2 separate regions of the Sus scrofa genome follow, and region 2 is linked to region 1. Evidence: chromatin contacts called from public HiChIP or PLAC-seq data. All regions are on one chromosome and are shown on one strand. The core of a region is the stretch at or near the end of the contact, and the rest is flanking DNA. Distances in the headings are between cores, read along the strand shown.

Region 1 (7,498 bases), core at 2,380-4,879:
AAACTCCTCACCCTGATAGTGGATCCTGAAGCCACCGCCCCTTGGGACCCGTGGGCTCTGGAAGTGCAGGAGCAGACGGTTCGTAGGACTCCGAAGGACCTGTCCTTCTCCCAGCATGGAGGAGTTAGCCAGGAGTCGGGGGGCTAGGCCTGGGGACCCCCCACCAGCCAGCACCAGGAGTTCCTCCTCCCGAGACAGGTTCAGCGTCTGCACCTAAAGAAGCCAGACCCAGATCCGCCAGGGCAAGTCAGCCAGGGTTGGCTGGGCAACCCCCTAGGTCCCCTGCCCCGGCCTTCCTTTTCTCTGTATGTGGCAGCCCAAGCACCATGGCGACATCGGCCAAGTTGTAGAACTCTAGGGGAGTCTGCGAGCTCCTCAGAAAACAGGCCCATCTGAGTCACAAAACAAGTTCTCTGGCTCTAAGGCCAAACTGGGGACACCCCTAGGCCCGGAGGAAAGGGCAGGGAGGTTTTCCAATCACAGGCTCAAGTTCAGTTACCTGGATCTCAATGCCGTAGCCGGGGTAGACATGGATGCTGTACGTGCAGTCCAGGAGCCCCAAGGTGCGGCTGGCTGGGCTCCCTAAATCTGGAGACTCCACATGCCCTTCGCCCTCGGAGATGTTGTTATTACACAGAACTAAAGAGATGGACGTGGCTAAGGTTTAGAGAATCTCTGCGTTCTTGCCCTTCCCTCCAAGCGGCTCTGGGGGCCCTCGGCTCTCTTCTCCCCAACACCCCTCATCGCTATCTTCTTCCACGGCTCACTCTCCCCCTGTGCCCAGAACTCCCTTCCCCGACTGTCGTAATAGATAAAACACACAGGACAGGACGGTGCTGGTACCCAGTAAGAGGACCTCAGTGCTACCCTTTATTACTATTAGGCAGAAGCCCCTTTCCCGTCTAGACCCCTCCTTCCGCACATTCCCAGCAGCTGCTCCCCATCCGCGCCCTCCTCTCCCACATCCCCTTTCGGTCGTCTCACCTGGGCTGGTCACCGTGGTGGTGACAGTCGTCGTGGTGATGATGGTGGTCGTGGTCTCCTCCTCTCCTCCCTCGGGCCCGGGCCCGAGGGGCGGGCCTGGGGAGGCGGGCCCGGGAAGGGGCGGGGCCGTAGTTCCTGGGGGCGGGGTCAGCAGCTCCGGCGCGGTGGGGCCTGCTCCCCTGCCCCCCTTAGGGGTTACGGCTGTAGTCAGAGGCCCTGTGCCTGGCTCAGTGGCCCGTGGCAGCGAGGGTGCGGCAAGAGTCTGGCCGGCTGGAGGGGTGGCTAGTGTGGGGTCTGGATCAGATCCTGGGATAGTGCAACGGAAGTCAGGGAACAGGAGGAGCAAATTGGTGGGCCTTGGCTGGGGAGCAGGGCCGAGGGCACCTGGGAGTTCCCCCACTGAACCCAAAAGACCTCCCCCGCACCAGGCGCAGCCCCCGCCCTCTCCCTTCCCCATCCTAACGCCCCACTTCCTCCCAAGGCTCCACAGCCCAACCCGCTCCCCGCCCTGCAGCTTCTCTTCCCCTCCCAGCGTCTCCGGCCAGACCTTTCCATTCTGACGGAGCCTGGTCTCCCCATGCAGATCTGGCTCCCTCTCCTGGTTACCCCTTTCTCTCCCTCGTCTTTCTCTCATGCGCTCTCTGAACTCCTCTCTCTGTTTAGTATTCTTACGGCTCTCTGCTTCTGTGATTCTAGATGTACTGTCTCTGCATTTCTCTCTCTTTCTGTGTCTCCGTTCTACTCTATTTCTGATTCTGGTTCTCTGAGTTTCCATCCGTCTTTCTGATGGTCTGTTTTTTTCTCTCTGGCTCTGTCTCTTGATCATGCTATCTCAAATTCTCTGGTTCTCTGACTGTCTATACCCAGTTTTGATTCTCTCAAACCATCTCTCTCTGTCTCCCTCTGAATTTCACTGGCCTGGCTCCCCATCTCCCGGAGATAACATTTCTCCCTCTGCTTCTACGTTACTGCTGTCACTCTGGGGGCCTTACCGGGCAGGTAGCCCATCTCTGGACCCCTCCTCAGCAGGGCCCCGTGGAGCAGCTCCGCCAAGGCCTCAGAGGCTACTGTGGGGGTCTCGCTTCCAGGCTCCAGCAGTGCCTCCTCTTCCTTCAGGGGCAGACCTAGGAGATGAAGTTGTGTGAGCTCTTTCACTGCCCCACACTCCTTCCTTCTCCAGAAAGATCTTTTCCAGAGCTCTTCCTCCCTCCTCAGTCAGCTGGGCCTGCAGGAGCTCAGAGGGTCCCAGGCTGGGCTGAGAGCCAAGACTGGAGGAGGGGCTCCCAGCTGCCCATCACACTCCTACACCTTCCTCTCTCCCTTCTCCCCCAGGCTGAGTGGGCCTTCGGTGAGCACCTCAGCTCTGAGGAACCTTGGCTAACGTCAGCAGGGTGGAGAAGAGGCAGGGTGCTGCCCGCATTCTCCTCTCACTGGTGCTCTCCCCGCAACCCTGGGGCTCCGCAGAGGGTCTAGCAGCACCTCCCAACCCTTGCTTCCGCAGTGCCCAGCTTTCTCTTTGGGTTTCTGTCCCTGCAGTGTGGTTTCTCTCTCTCTCTCTTTCTTCCTTCCTCTCACCCTCCAGTCCTCCCTCCCTTTCCTTCTCTGCAGTCTCTGTCCCCTTCCCTGGAGTCTTGCTGGGGGGTCAGAGTGGGGGACTGAATATCTGGCCTCTGAGCATTGCCTCTGTTCATCTGTCTTTGTCCACACATCCAAGAACATTTGTATGTGCAGTGCCTGGCATCTTTCCCACACCTCTATCTCCCACCCAGCTACCCTGCCTGCTTCTGCTGCCTCCGCAGACACCCCCCCCCAACTTTCCCAGCCCCTTTTTCTGAATTGAATGCCTGAGACTCGGCTAAAAACTCCTGTCAGTCATTTTCCCACCTCCTCAATATAGGAGGTTAGGAGCTCCAGGCACAAGAGGAAAGCCTCGGCTGGCCCCTTCCGCGATGGCTGTGCCCCTCCCCTCCCCCAGGAGCTCAAAAGGCACAGGATGTTCAGAGAAAGGAAGGTAGGGGACCGTGCTGGGGGCCTTCTCGGGGCCCACCCCCATGCATCAATGTCCTTACCCTGAATCCAGGGACAGCTCAGCAGAAATAGGAACAGCAGCTGGGGAGGCGGTGGATGCTGGGCCCTGGGAGTCCCCATGGCGACTCACACCGATTTCTCTCTTCCGTGCCTCTCCTAAATAATCCAACTGTCACCTTTCGTCGGTCTCCTTTTATCTTTCCTATTAATTTCCCCCCCCCCCCCAGCAGTTAGCAAGGAAGACAATTTCTCTGCCCCTTGGAACGAAGGGGCAGAGCTGGCTGGGCTTGGAGCCCTCCCCTCTTTGCCCAGTCTCCTCTGTCCTCAGCTCTCGGGTCTGTAGGAGAGGGGGCGCGGCTCTGGCTGCAGGGGGTGGGGCCGGGAAGGGCGAAGGAGCCGGGTCGCCTGGGTCCTCTTGATCGAGCGCTTGGGTCCGCTGGGCTGGCTGGATTCTAAGCTGGGGGAGTGGGGAAAGGCAAAACAGCTTCCGGGGACCTAGGGTGGGGTCGAGTATAGGAAGGGTCCCTACTGTGCTCAAGTGAGGCTTGGCGGGGAGGGGAGGGGGTTGCAGAACCTGGAAAGCCGAGGCTTGGGCACTGGAGCTGCGGGAGGGAGAAGCTGAGAAAGGTGTCGTGCCCACGTCAGATCCTGGGGACGGGCGAAGGGAGGGGCCTGGGATTTATTTGGGGGCGGTGGGGGAGGAGGAGGGGGAGGAAGTGCAGATGGAAGAAGGAGGGACCACTAGAGCCAGGGTCGTAATCCTCACTCCCGCGGCCCCTAGGGGAGGGAAAGGAAACTCTGGTTCCAGCAGTAATTATACCCCTCCCCCAGCCATTCCAGCACATTTGGAATCTGAGTCTTCTCTTCACAGGGTACCGAGGGACAGCATAGCTGGGTTCGCGCCTGCTCAGCCCCCCAGTATGCCCCCGGCCCACTCCATGGGACGTGGCTTTCACAGAAGCTCATGTGGAATGGGTTTTCCCCTCCTCCAGAAGAATGGCAAGTTCCTACGTTTGTGAGAAACCTAAGGGGTGACAGGCTGGGATCTGGGGAGGGAAGACCCCTCTTCTAACGTACAACACGACCCCAGCCAGCCGCCTGGTGGCTTCAACTTTGATTTTTTTTTTTTTTTTTTCCTCCTGGTCTCATCTCAGGGCCTCTGGAGCACCCTTTTCAGCACCACAAGAGCGGACAGCTCTTCTCGGCCCGCCTGAGCGCGCCTGGAGCCCGGCGCAGTAGGCGATTGGCTGAAGCCGCCTTCATTATCTATCAGGCTCCCTCCCGGGGCTGGCTTTGTGAAGGCGAAGGGGGAGGTGGAATCACAGGCCGACTGGTCGAGGGATCGGCTGACCCACGGACAGGCCGCAGTGTCCCCCGTCTGCAGTCTGAGACCGCCAGCCTCGTCCATCGGTCGGCGCGCTTGCCCCGCCCCTTAGATTGCCCCGCCCCTCCACCAGCCCCGCCCCTTTTTCGCATTGCGGGGCGCTGGAGGTTGGCGTTGTGCCCCCTGAACCCCACGTGGCACCCGGTCCGGGCCGGGGGAGGCAAATCCGGAGACCACCCCACCCCCCGCCTTCAACCCGGCTGAGTTGCCGCGGCCACTGGGCGAGGGCGGGGGTAGCTAAGCTGAGAGGACTGTGGGGAGGGGTGACGTCAGGGTGAGTGGGAGCCAAGGAAGGAGCGAGTAGGAGAGAGAGCGAGCGAGGGAGAGGGAGAGGGAGAGAGAGAGAGAACCCGCGGGTCGGGTCGAGTGAGAAGCAAGGGCAAGAAGGAGAGGGGGTTGGAAGGAGAGAGAGAAGTCGCTGCGGAGGACGGCTGGTTGCGGGTTCCCGACGGCTGGTTGCGGGTTCCCGGGGCTGCGGGTCCAGGTGGGGTAGGAACTGCAGTCTAGGGGAGCTAGAAGGCAAGGGGGAGGGGGAGGGAAGGATAAAGCGAAGAGATAGGTGGGGGGGGTAGAGGGAGGAGAGAAGAGAGGGGGAGACAGTGGAGAAAGGAGACTGAGGGAGAGAGAGGAAACTACTGGGAGGAGAAAGTAGAGGAGAAAAGGGGCAAAAGAGAAAGAGGAAAGAGTTGGAAGGAGAAGGAAGAGATAGGAGGGGCGAGGACAGAGAGAAAGGGAAGGAGGGTTAAGGGGTACATGAAGGAAGGGAGAAAGAGGGAGCTACAAGGTGGAGAGAGGCCCTCAGAAGGAGAGAGAAGCAGGTGGGAATGTGGAAGGGAAACAGCCTAGCGGGTCACCAGGGAGCAGCCGTGGAGGGAACCGGTGGAGAACTGGGGGGACAGGGGAACTGGGGTCTGGAAGATGCCCCAGGTCTCTTGGCCAGGGCCTCTCTGCCCCTCATGCCCACATGGCCACTGCCTCTGGCCTCCTCTGCCCTCACCCTGCTCCTTGGCGCCCTCACTTCCCTGTTTCTCTGGTACTGCTACCGCCTGGGCTCCCAAGACTTGCAGGCCCTGGAGGCTGGGAGTCAGGCTAGGGCTGGCAGTGGTGGGCCTGGGGGGTGCTCTGAAGGTGGCAGGCCAAGCCCAGGGAGCTCTGGGGAGTCTGGGGAAGGACACAGGACAGAAGGCCTAGTGAGCCGTCGCCTTCGGGCCTACGCCAGGCGCTACTCTTGGGCTGGGATGGGTAGGGTGAGGCGGGCGGCTCAGGGGGGCCCAGGCCCTGGGGGAGGGCCAGGGGTCCTGGGCATTCAGCGCCCAGGCCTGCTTTTCCTGCCAGACCTGCCCTCAGCCCCTTTGTGCCACGGGATGCCCAGCGGCATGACGTGGAGCTCCTGGAGAGCAGCTTCCCTGCCATTTTGCGGGACTTTGGGGCTGTGAGCTGGGACTTCTCAGGGACTACCCCTCTGCCTCGGGGCTGGTCCCCACCACTGGCCCCTGGGTGCTACCAGCTCCTGCTGTACCAAGCAGGCCGGTGCCAACCCAGCAACTGCCGCCGGTGCCCTGGGGCCTATCGGGCACTGAGGGGGCTGCGAAGCTTTATGAGTGCCAACACCTTCGGCAATGCTGGCTTTTCTGTCCTCCTGCCTGGGGCCCGGCTTGAGGGCCGCTGTGGGCCCACCAATGCCCGGGTCAGATGCCATCTGGGTAAGTAGATGCTGCTTACAGACAACCTTCTTGCTGCCACAATTCCCCCTCCAGACTCTCCTTTTCTCTGCCACCTGATCTTTTACCCTGTTTCTGATCATGCCTTTCCTCTCAGAAATCTTCCATGACTCCCTGTTGTCTACAGTAGCATTTCCTGAGCCTCAGTGCTCTGCAAACCATCTTCATACGCTTTCCCAGAGTCATTTACCACCTGTCCTCTGTTTCTTCGTTTTCTCTCCTCGCCCCTCCCATTTTGTTTTACTTATTTTAAAAGGAATCTTTAGGAGTTCCCTGGTGGCCTACCAGTTAAGGACTTAGCGATGTCACTCTCGTGGCTCAGGTTAGATCCCTGATCTGGGAACTTCCGTATGCCAAAGGCACGGCCAAAATAACAACAAAATACCCTGCACACTGTAAATGTAGGAGCGATATGAATTGTTACTTCTTAAAGGAATCTTTATAGAATAACGATAATCAGGACTAATTACCTTAAAAAGAAATTATTCATAAAAACAAATTTAAATTTTAAAAAGCAAGCTTAAAAATTCTAGCAAAAATACTCCAGTCTGAGACTAAAGCCTCCACTCTCCTCCTTTAAAAAAGAGCAATTTTTTTTGTTCTTTGTTTTTAGGGTCTCACTGGTGGCATACGGAGGCTCCCAGGCTAGGGGCCGAATCAGAGCTACAGCTGCCAGCCTACGCCATAGCCACAGCAATGCGAGATCCGAGCCATGTCTGTGACCTACACCACAGCTCACGGCAACACCGGATCCTTAACCCACTGAACGGGGCCAGGGAGCGAACCCTCATCCTCATGGATCCTAGCCAGGTTCGTTAACCACTGAGCCACAAAGGGAACTCCCAAAAAAAGAGCAATGTTAAAGCTATGGGAGGCACTAAACTGAGATTTTCTTTTCTATATTTTAAAGATTGAAAGAAAATAGGGAGGGGGAAAAAAAAACTTGTTTTCTGTCATTCAATGTCATGACCTTGTTTTGCCTAAAATCATCTCCTGTGCTGCTGGTTGAATGTGATCAAGCCCAGATCTTTTCTCTCATTTCTCACCCGGTCCCTTCTTTCCCATGCCTCCCGGCACGCTCTAAATCATGAAGGCCTTTTGGCTGATCCTGGCAGATGCCACACACAGGCTCTTAGCCTAGACTGTCTCTCCCCCTTACCACCTCTTGGGAAACCCCTACTTAGCCGTCACGACTCACACTGTCCGGTGCCACACCCCCTCTGGGATGTCGTCCTATTTCCCACTATTTGAGCTGGCTCCTCGGTTTCCCCACAGCACTTACCTGTGTGGCCCTTGGCAGGATGGAGCCATCCATTTTATGCCTTCTGAGGAGAGAGGGCCCAGGAGAAGCCCAAGGGGAGATGCTCCTTCCTTCAGGAAG
Region 2 (7,498 bases), core at 2,706-5,205, 120 kb before region 1:
GTGTTAATATATATAAAATGCTTGGAACAGTGCCTGGGAAGGACCATCAAAGTATTAGCTGTTTATTACACAGGATGTCTCTCCAGATTCTATTATAGACAAATGGTAGCAGGCAGCACCGTTTTAGCAAAAACTTACAGGGAGTTCCTGCTGTGGCGCAGCGGGTTAGGGATCAGTGTTGCTGCAGCTGTGGCGGAGCAGCTGCAGCTCAGATTTTGATTGCTGGCCCCAGGGACCTTCCATACACTGCAGGTACAGCCAAAAAAGAAAAGGAAAAAAAAAAAAAAGAGGTAAACTTATCAAAGCAAAACCTTGAAAACTATGTCTATCTATTGAAGTTAATTTTTTTTTCCTGTAAATTGGGGAAAACCATCATTACTTGCTATTAGCTGGAACACTGTGTCAGCCTCATATACATGTCACTGTTGCTGCAAGCACAGGTTACACATGGTTACACACCAAATTAAGAACAAAAACTCGTGATACTTGTTTTGGGTGCATTTGCAGAAGCTGCCTTTGTGCCCATCCATCAAAGGCATCAACAAGGATTTATTAAATGACTGAAGGAAAGATACAGGGAAAGAAAGATACAGGGGGAGTTCCCATCATGGCCCAGTGGTTAATGAATCTGACTAGGAACCATGAGGTTGCGGGTTCGATCCCTGACCTTGTTCAGTGGGTTAAGGATCCAGCGTTGCCATGAGCTGTGGTGTAGGTTGCAGACGTGGCTTGGATCCCGAGTTGCTGTGGCTCTGGTGTAGGCCAGCAGCTACATCTCCAATTTGACCCCTAGCCTGGGAACCTCCATATGCCGCAGGAGAGGCCCTAAAAAAGACAAAAAAAAAAAGATACAGGGATGAAAGCTCTGCTTCTGGCCCCGTCCCTTCACATGTGGAGCCACTGTTTAGTTAGGGCAACATAGAGACACAGGCAAAATCAGTCAGCAATCCAGATTGCTAGAGTGCCAGTTGAGGTATGGGAGGCATCTTCAAAGATTATGCCAGAATCCGTGGGTTTTCTTGTTGATGTTCTTCAGGGCTGCACCTGAGGCACATGGGGGTTCCCAGGCTAAGGCTCAAATCAGAGCTGTTGCTGCCGGCCTACACCACAGCCACAGCAACACCAGATCCGAGCCGTGTCTGCCACCTACGCTGCAGCTCATGCCAACACCGGATCCTTAGCCCCCTGATCGAGGCTAGGGATCAAACCCCCATCCTTACATATCCTAGTCGGGTTTGTTAACCCCTGAGCCATGACGGGAACTCCCAGCATCTTCAGTTTATCTGTACCTTTTGTTGTTCGGCTGCACCCATGACGTACAGCGCCAGGGATCGAAGCTGTGCCACAGCAGTGGCAACACCAGATCCTCAGCCCCTGGAGTCACCAGGGAACTCCTATCTGTATCGTTTTACCTCCTTTGTAAAGAGAGACATGCAGGCAGTTCCCCTAGATGCTTTGGATCCCTTCAAAACCAGAGAGGCCAATGTTAATAAAATTCTAGAAAAACCAATTAAGAAAGTATGGCCTTGAGAGATCATAGTTACACCCCACAAGAGAACACTGTAATCTCCGAAGTCTAGGCCTTTGGAGAGCGTTTTTACATATGACAACGGCAAAGATAAAAAGGGGACCAGCTGTTACAGTTGTTTCCTCTGTGCAGAAGCTTCTCCTTGGGCAGCTGCAAAAACAGCCCTGCACCACCCCCACCCTCAGTTCCTTTCAGCATCAGTGGCTAATCAGGAGAGCCCTTCTTTTCTTTCTTTTTTTGTTTTTTTTTTTCTGTCTTTTGTCTTTTTCCACAGCATATGGAAGTTCCCAGGCTAGGGGGGGGTCACATCAGAACTGCAGCCACCAGCCTACACCACAGCCACAGCCACTCGGGATCCAAGCCGCATCCTCGATCTACACCACAGCTCAAGGCAACGCCAGATCCTTAACCCACTGAGCGAGGCCAGGGATCGAACCCTCGTCCTCATGGATGCTAGTTGGGTTCGCTAACCGCTGAGCCACTAGGGGAACTCCAAGAGCCCTTATTTTTGAAACTTCCCCCAGGCTTGCCTTTTATTGGAAATGCATGCGAGTCGGTGCCTAAAGCAAACCAGATGTATTTATTTATTTTTCACAAATGGAACATGGAGCTTTATTTCTTTTTGGTGAACGTTTCTGCCTCTCCAATGGGGGATCAGGACCGAAGACTTGAAAAGGATGCAAGAGAGCTAACGCCTGCTGGTGGAGGCGGTGTGGTTCTAAAACTACCCCTCTGGGGACCGGAAAGACCAGGGCCCATGCTGATCATTTTCTAGCTCTGCTTTTTAGGTAATTTCCCTTTGTGTTTCTCTGTTTCTTTCTTTCTTTTTTTGGCCTGCGGAAGTTCTGGGGCCAGTGATCCAACCTGCGCCACAGCAGTAACCTGAACCACAGCAGCGACAATGCCAGATTCCCAACCACTAGGCCACCAGGGAACTCCTCCCCTTTGCCATTTCTGAGCCTTGGTTTTCTGCCATGAAGCCTTGGTCTCTACCCTGAAGAAGAGCAGGTAGGATTTGTGACAGTGGATAGTAAGTACTCTGCATCTGTAGGCACCAAGGTATGGCAGCTTTTTTTTTTTTTTTTTTTGTCTTTTTAGCACCGCACCTGCGGCATATGGAGGTTCCCAGGCAAAGGGTCCAATCGGAGCTGTAGCCGCCAGCCTACGCCACAGCCACAGCAACACAGGATCCAAGCCGCATGTGCGACCTACACCGCAGGTCACGGCAACACCGAATCCTTAACCTTGTATGGTAGCTCTTAGTCTCTTCCTGCGCTTCAGAAGCTCTCAGCTCTGCTACAAATTACAGCTGTTACCGGAGGGAATTCCCATTGTAGCACAGTGGAAACCAATCAGACTAGGATCCATGAGGATGTGGGTTCGATCCCTGACTTCCCTCAGTGGGCTAAGGATCCGGCGTTGCTGTGAGCTGTGGTGGAGGTCAAAACTGTAGCTGTAGGCTGGCAGCTGTAGCTCTGATTCAGCCCCTAGCCTGGGAATTTCCACATGCCATGGGTGCAGCCCTAAAAGGACAAACCCCTGGCTCTACCTCTTCTTAGCTGCCAAGTCTGGTATATTCTACCTCAGAAAGAATGCTCCCGTTTGCCCCTGCTCTCTCTTCCTCTCATTACCGCCCAATGCAGGGCTTCATCACCCTTCATCTGGGCCCGTTGCCCCAGCCTCCATCTGCCTCCCAACCCCTCTCCAGTTGGTGGTCGAAGTGACCTTTCTAGAACAAAATCACCACCGCACCATTCCCTTGCTTAAAACTCTGTCCAGGAGTTCCCGTCGTGGCGCAGTGGTTAACAAATCCGACTAGGAACCATCAGGTTGCGGGTTCGATTCCTGGTCTCGCTCAGTGGGTTAAGGATCTGGCGTTGCCGTGAGCTGTGGTGTGGGTCACAGATGTGGCTCGGATCCCATGTTGCTGTGGCTCTGGTGTAGGCCAGTGGCTACAGCTCCAATTTGACCCCTAGCCTGGGAACCTCCATGTGCTGGGGGATCGGCCCTAGAAAAGGCAGAAAGACAAAAAAAAAAAAAAAAAAAAAAAAAAAATTCTGTCCAGATGCCTTAGCTTATTAGTTTAGTCTTTTTTTTTTTTTCCTACCCTGGCCTCCCCTCGTGACATTTCTCCCCTGAATCCTCCTCAGCGCCCCCCGCCCCCCCAACCCATCGCCTCTCTGTTTTCTTGCTTTTGAACCTTGAACACTCACTCTTTCAGTCCGAAATGTCTTGTCCTTCCTCCTCCTCCTCCTCACCTCCCCACCTCTGCTGGCAAACATTACTCATCCTTCAAGGCCACTAAACCTACCCCGTTTCTCAGGGACGTTTAGTCATTTCTTCCTCTTTCTCCCACGACTCTTGGGAAACGCTTTGGGCACCCTGTCGATAAACACGCCTCCTATGTGCCCGCTGGTGCTCTCGAGGGCTTTGCAGATATTCACTTCCTTAATTTTCACCACGAGCCTCTGAGGCTAGGACCAGTGTGAAGCTGGGACACCGAAGGGCCCCCGCAAGGTTGCGTCCCTTGCCCAAGATCACTCAGCTAAAGGTGACAAGAGGCAGTGCTGGGACCCAGCTCGAGTGGCCCCTTTCACTGTATGGCCTCTCTGCTTAGATAGGTACCATCAAACATTTTGCATTAAACTGAAAAATATGGGCGTTCCCGCTGTGACACAGTGGGTTAAGACTCCAGTTGCAGGAGTTCCTGTCGCGGTGCAGCGGTTAACGAACCCAACAAGTATCCATGAGGTTGCGGGTTTAATCTCTGGCCTTGGTCAGTGGGCTAAGGGTCTGGAGTTGCTGGGAGCTGTGGTGTAGGTCGCAGATGTGGCTCGGATCTGGCGTGGCTGTGGTGTAGGCTGGCAGCTCTAGCTCCAATGGGACCCCTAGCCTGGAAACCTCTATATGCCTTGGGTGCGGCCCAGAAAAAAAAAGAATGCAACTGCAGCAGCTCGGGTTGCTGCAGAGGTGAGGGTTTGGTCCTTTACCTGGTGCAGTGGGTTAAAGGATCTGGCTGTGGCTCAGATTTGGTCACTGGCCCGGGAACTTCTATATGCTGCAGGTTCGGCCATTAAAAAAAAAGTAAACTAAACAATATGAAATTGCCAATATTTGACATTGACCTGTGCAAGCAGCACATGTGTCTGGGTCAGAATGCTCGGCACTTGGGTTGCAGCAGAAAACTCAGTGGAGGAGTTCCCCTTGTGGTGCAGCAGAAACAAATCCAACTAGGAAGCATGAGGACGCAGGTTCGATCCCTGGCCTCGCTCAGTGGGTTAAGGATCCGGCATTGCAGTGAGCCGTGGTGAAGGTCAAAGACGCGGCTCAGATCCTGAGTTGCTGTGGCTGTGGTGTAGGCCGGCAGCTACAGCTCCAATTGCACCCCTGGCCTGGGAACCTCCATATGCCTCGGGTGTGGCCCTAAAAAGCAAAAAGAAAACTCAGTGGACCTCGTGGCCCCAGAGAGGAAACGCCAGCAGAGGATGACATGGAGGGTAGGACAGGAGCTGGGGGAGCATGCGACCTGATGTAGGGGGTCTGTGACAGCCCCCTCCTAGGAGTGAGGTCTAAGATGGCCTGAAGAGGAGTGAGAGGTGAAGGGGGAGTCTGGGGTGAGGGTGAGGGAAGGGACTTCCAGGCAGAAGCACAACCCTGGGACAGCAAAAGCAAAGCCCTACAAGCTAAGAGAAAGAACTGCCCACTCCTGCACCCAATGATTCATACCTGGTACAGAGCAGGTGCTCAACAAAGATTTGTCCAAAGAATAAATTAAAAATGGATAGAAGTCGAGAGAGTTGCTAATACAATGAAAGTGAGCTTTCTTTTTTTAAAAGTGATTCAAATTCACTTTATTGTTTGTTTTGTTTTCATCTTTTTAGGGCCACACCTGCTGCATATGGAAGTTCCCAGGCTAGGGGTTGAATTGGAGCTATAGCCACTGGCCTACACCACAGCCACAGCAACGTGGGATCCGAGCCGGGTCTGCGACCTCCACCACAACTCCTGGCAATACCAGATCCTTAACCCACTGATCAAGGCCAGGGATCAAACCCGTGTCCTCAAGGACACTAGTGGGTTCGTTACCACTGAGCCATGACAGGAACTCCTCAAATTCACTTTAAAAAGCAAACATTGGAATTCCTGCCATGGCTCAGCGGAAACAAATTTGACTAGTATCTACATCCATGAGGATGCAGGTTCGATCCCCAGCCTGGCTCAGTGGGTTAAGGATCCAGTGTTGCCATGAGCTGTGGTGTAGGTCTCAGATGCAGTTCAGATCTGATGTGGCTGTGGCTCTGGCATAGGCCAGTGGCTATAGCTCAGATTCAACCCTTCGCCTGAGAACCTCCATATGCCACAGGTGTGGCCATAAAAAGACCAACAATAATAATAACAAATAAGCAAAGATCACTACACCTGGTCTGAATGGCTGGAGAGGGGCGGGGGCTGGTCTGTGAATGGTGGAGGAGGAGACTCCATCTTTGTTCCTATCCCCGACTTTGTTCCTAGCACCTGACCAGGGCACAGCTGGCTCCGATTGAGGACTGGAAGTCACTTGGGGGCAGTTGTGGGACAGAAGGTGGGGAAGGAGGGGCAGGTGCAATCCCTGAGGTCTGTGGCTGAGGGCGGGGCGGCAGGTTCTTGGCCTTGGGGAAGAAGGGTTGGACAAAAAAGGCCTGCTTCTGAGAACAGAGCAATCCAGAATGTCTGGCCTTAACTTAAACTTGGAGCTAAAGTGGGGGAAACAAGACAAAGCTTAAACAAAACCCCCTCACAGGCTGCCTAACCCTCTCTTCCCCAGGAGGCCAAATCCTTCTACGACCCGCTCCTGAGGCTGCAGATCTGCCCTTGCCCGACAGATGGCGATGTTGCACCGTGCCTGAGCTCAGCCTCCGCGGTCACCCCATTCATTTCAACAGGCCCAGGGGCCCCCCTGGACCACCTTGTCTATATCGCTTCTTTTACAGACAAAGGGTGTAGAGAAATGACAGTTTTTAGAAACATCAGGTGAGGGAGGGGTCTTCAAGCTGGAGGGCAAAGATGGAAGGACAGATGGCCACAAGGCCTGGCGGATCTCGCTCTGCCATCAATTTGCTGTGTGACCTCAGCAGACTTGTTTTCCTCTCTGGTCCTCAGTCTTCACATCTGTAAAGAGCTGAACTTCTGGTTTTAAAATTCTTGGAGCTATGGAGATGACTGGGATGGAAAAGATAGATTCTCCTGGGGGCTTCTCCTAGTAAACGAAGGATGTTTGGGAGTTCCCGTTGTGGCTCAGTGGAAATGAATCCCACTAGTATCCAAGAGGATGTGGGTTCAATCCCTGGCCTCACTCAATGGGTTAAGGATCCGGCATTGCCATGAGCTTCGGTGTAAGTCGCAGATGCGGCTTGGATCCCTCCCTATTTGTGGCCGTGGCTGTGGTGTAGACTGGCAGCTGTAGCCTGGGAACTTTGACCCCTAGCCTGGGAACTTCCATATGTCACATCTGCGGCCCAAAAAAGCAAAAAGCAAAACAAAAAAACCTTACACTTACATGCAAGGCAAACAGAAAGGCTGCAGAGTGACTTTCAGGCAGCTGGATTTTCTCTTCTAGTTGGTGAATAGCTGTTGATCCAGCACTAGGTTTAGCAGATAAAATATAGGACATTCAATTAAATTTGACTTTCAGATAACTGACAGATAATTTTTAAGATTAAGTAGGTTTTAGGAGTTCCCATCATGGTGCAGTGGAAATGAATCCGACTAGGAACCATGAGGTTTCGGGTTTAATCCCTGGCTTTGCTCAGTGGGTTAAGGATCTGGCGTTGCTGTGAACTGTGGTGTAGGTCGCAGATGCAGCTCGGATCTGTCGTGGCTGTGGCTCTAGCGCAGGCTGGCAGCTACAGGTCCGATTAGACCTCTAGCCTGGAAACCTCCATATGCTGTGGGTGCGGCCCCAAAAGGAAGAAAAAAAAATTATGTTTTAGG

What was found. HiChIP or PLAC-seq counts read pairs in DNA pulled down with a chosen protein or histone mark.
Region 2: an H3K27ac HiChIP or PLAC-seq map of alveolar macrophages shows a contact between it and region 1. The contact joins the enhancer-like site here to the promoter of SEZ6L2 in region 1. A contact is called at or near these places in 2 of 5 promoter capture datasets (fetal liver and liver), 10 of 47 Hi-C or Micro-C datasets (embryonic fibroblasts, fibroblasts, heart right ventricle and 5 more) and 1 of 2 datasets of contacts at active chromatin or transcription factors (alveolar macrophages).

Annotation. Positions count from the first base shown.
Region 1 is chr3:18,115,893-18,123,390 of Sscrofa11.1, forward strand. SEZ6L2 (seizure 6-like protein 2) reads right to left here and starts at 3,630. Exons shown (of 19, transcript XM_003354543.4): 1 at 3,054-3,630; 2 at 1,977-2,108; 3 at 985-1,290; 4 at 500-639; 5 at 12-213. The coding sequence starts at 3,132. It overlaps ASPHD1 (aspartate beta-hydroxylase domain-containing protein 1), which reads left to right and starts at 5,023. Exons shown (of 4, transcript XM_005655098.3): 1 at 5,023-5,737; 2 at 5,740-6,099. The coding sequence starts at 5,221.
Region 2 is chr3:17,991,191-17,998,688 of Sscrofa11.1, forward strand. The region is part of intron 1 of QPRT (nicotinate-nucleotide pyrophosphorylase [carboxylating]); the gene reads left to right. Among named protein-coding and RNA genes, the nearest start is that of QPRT, 7.7 kb to the left of the region's middle. Within about 2 kb of position 3,956, at least 7 of the 83 cell types and tissues checked have an H3K27ac peak or open chromatin away from gene starts, as enhancers often do. A contact at or near this core is called in alveolar macrophages, where this site is marked.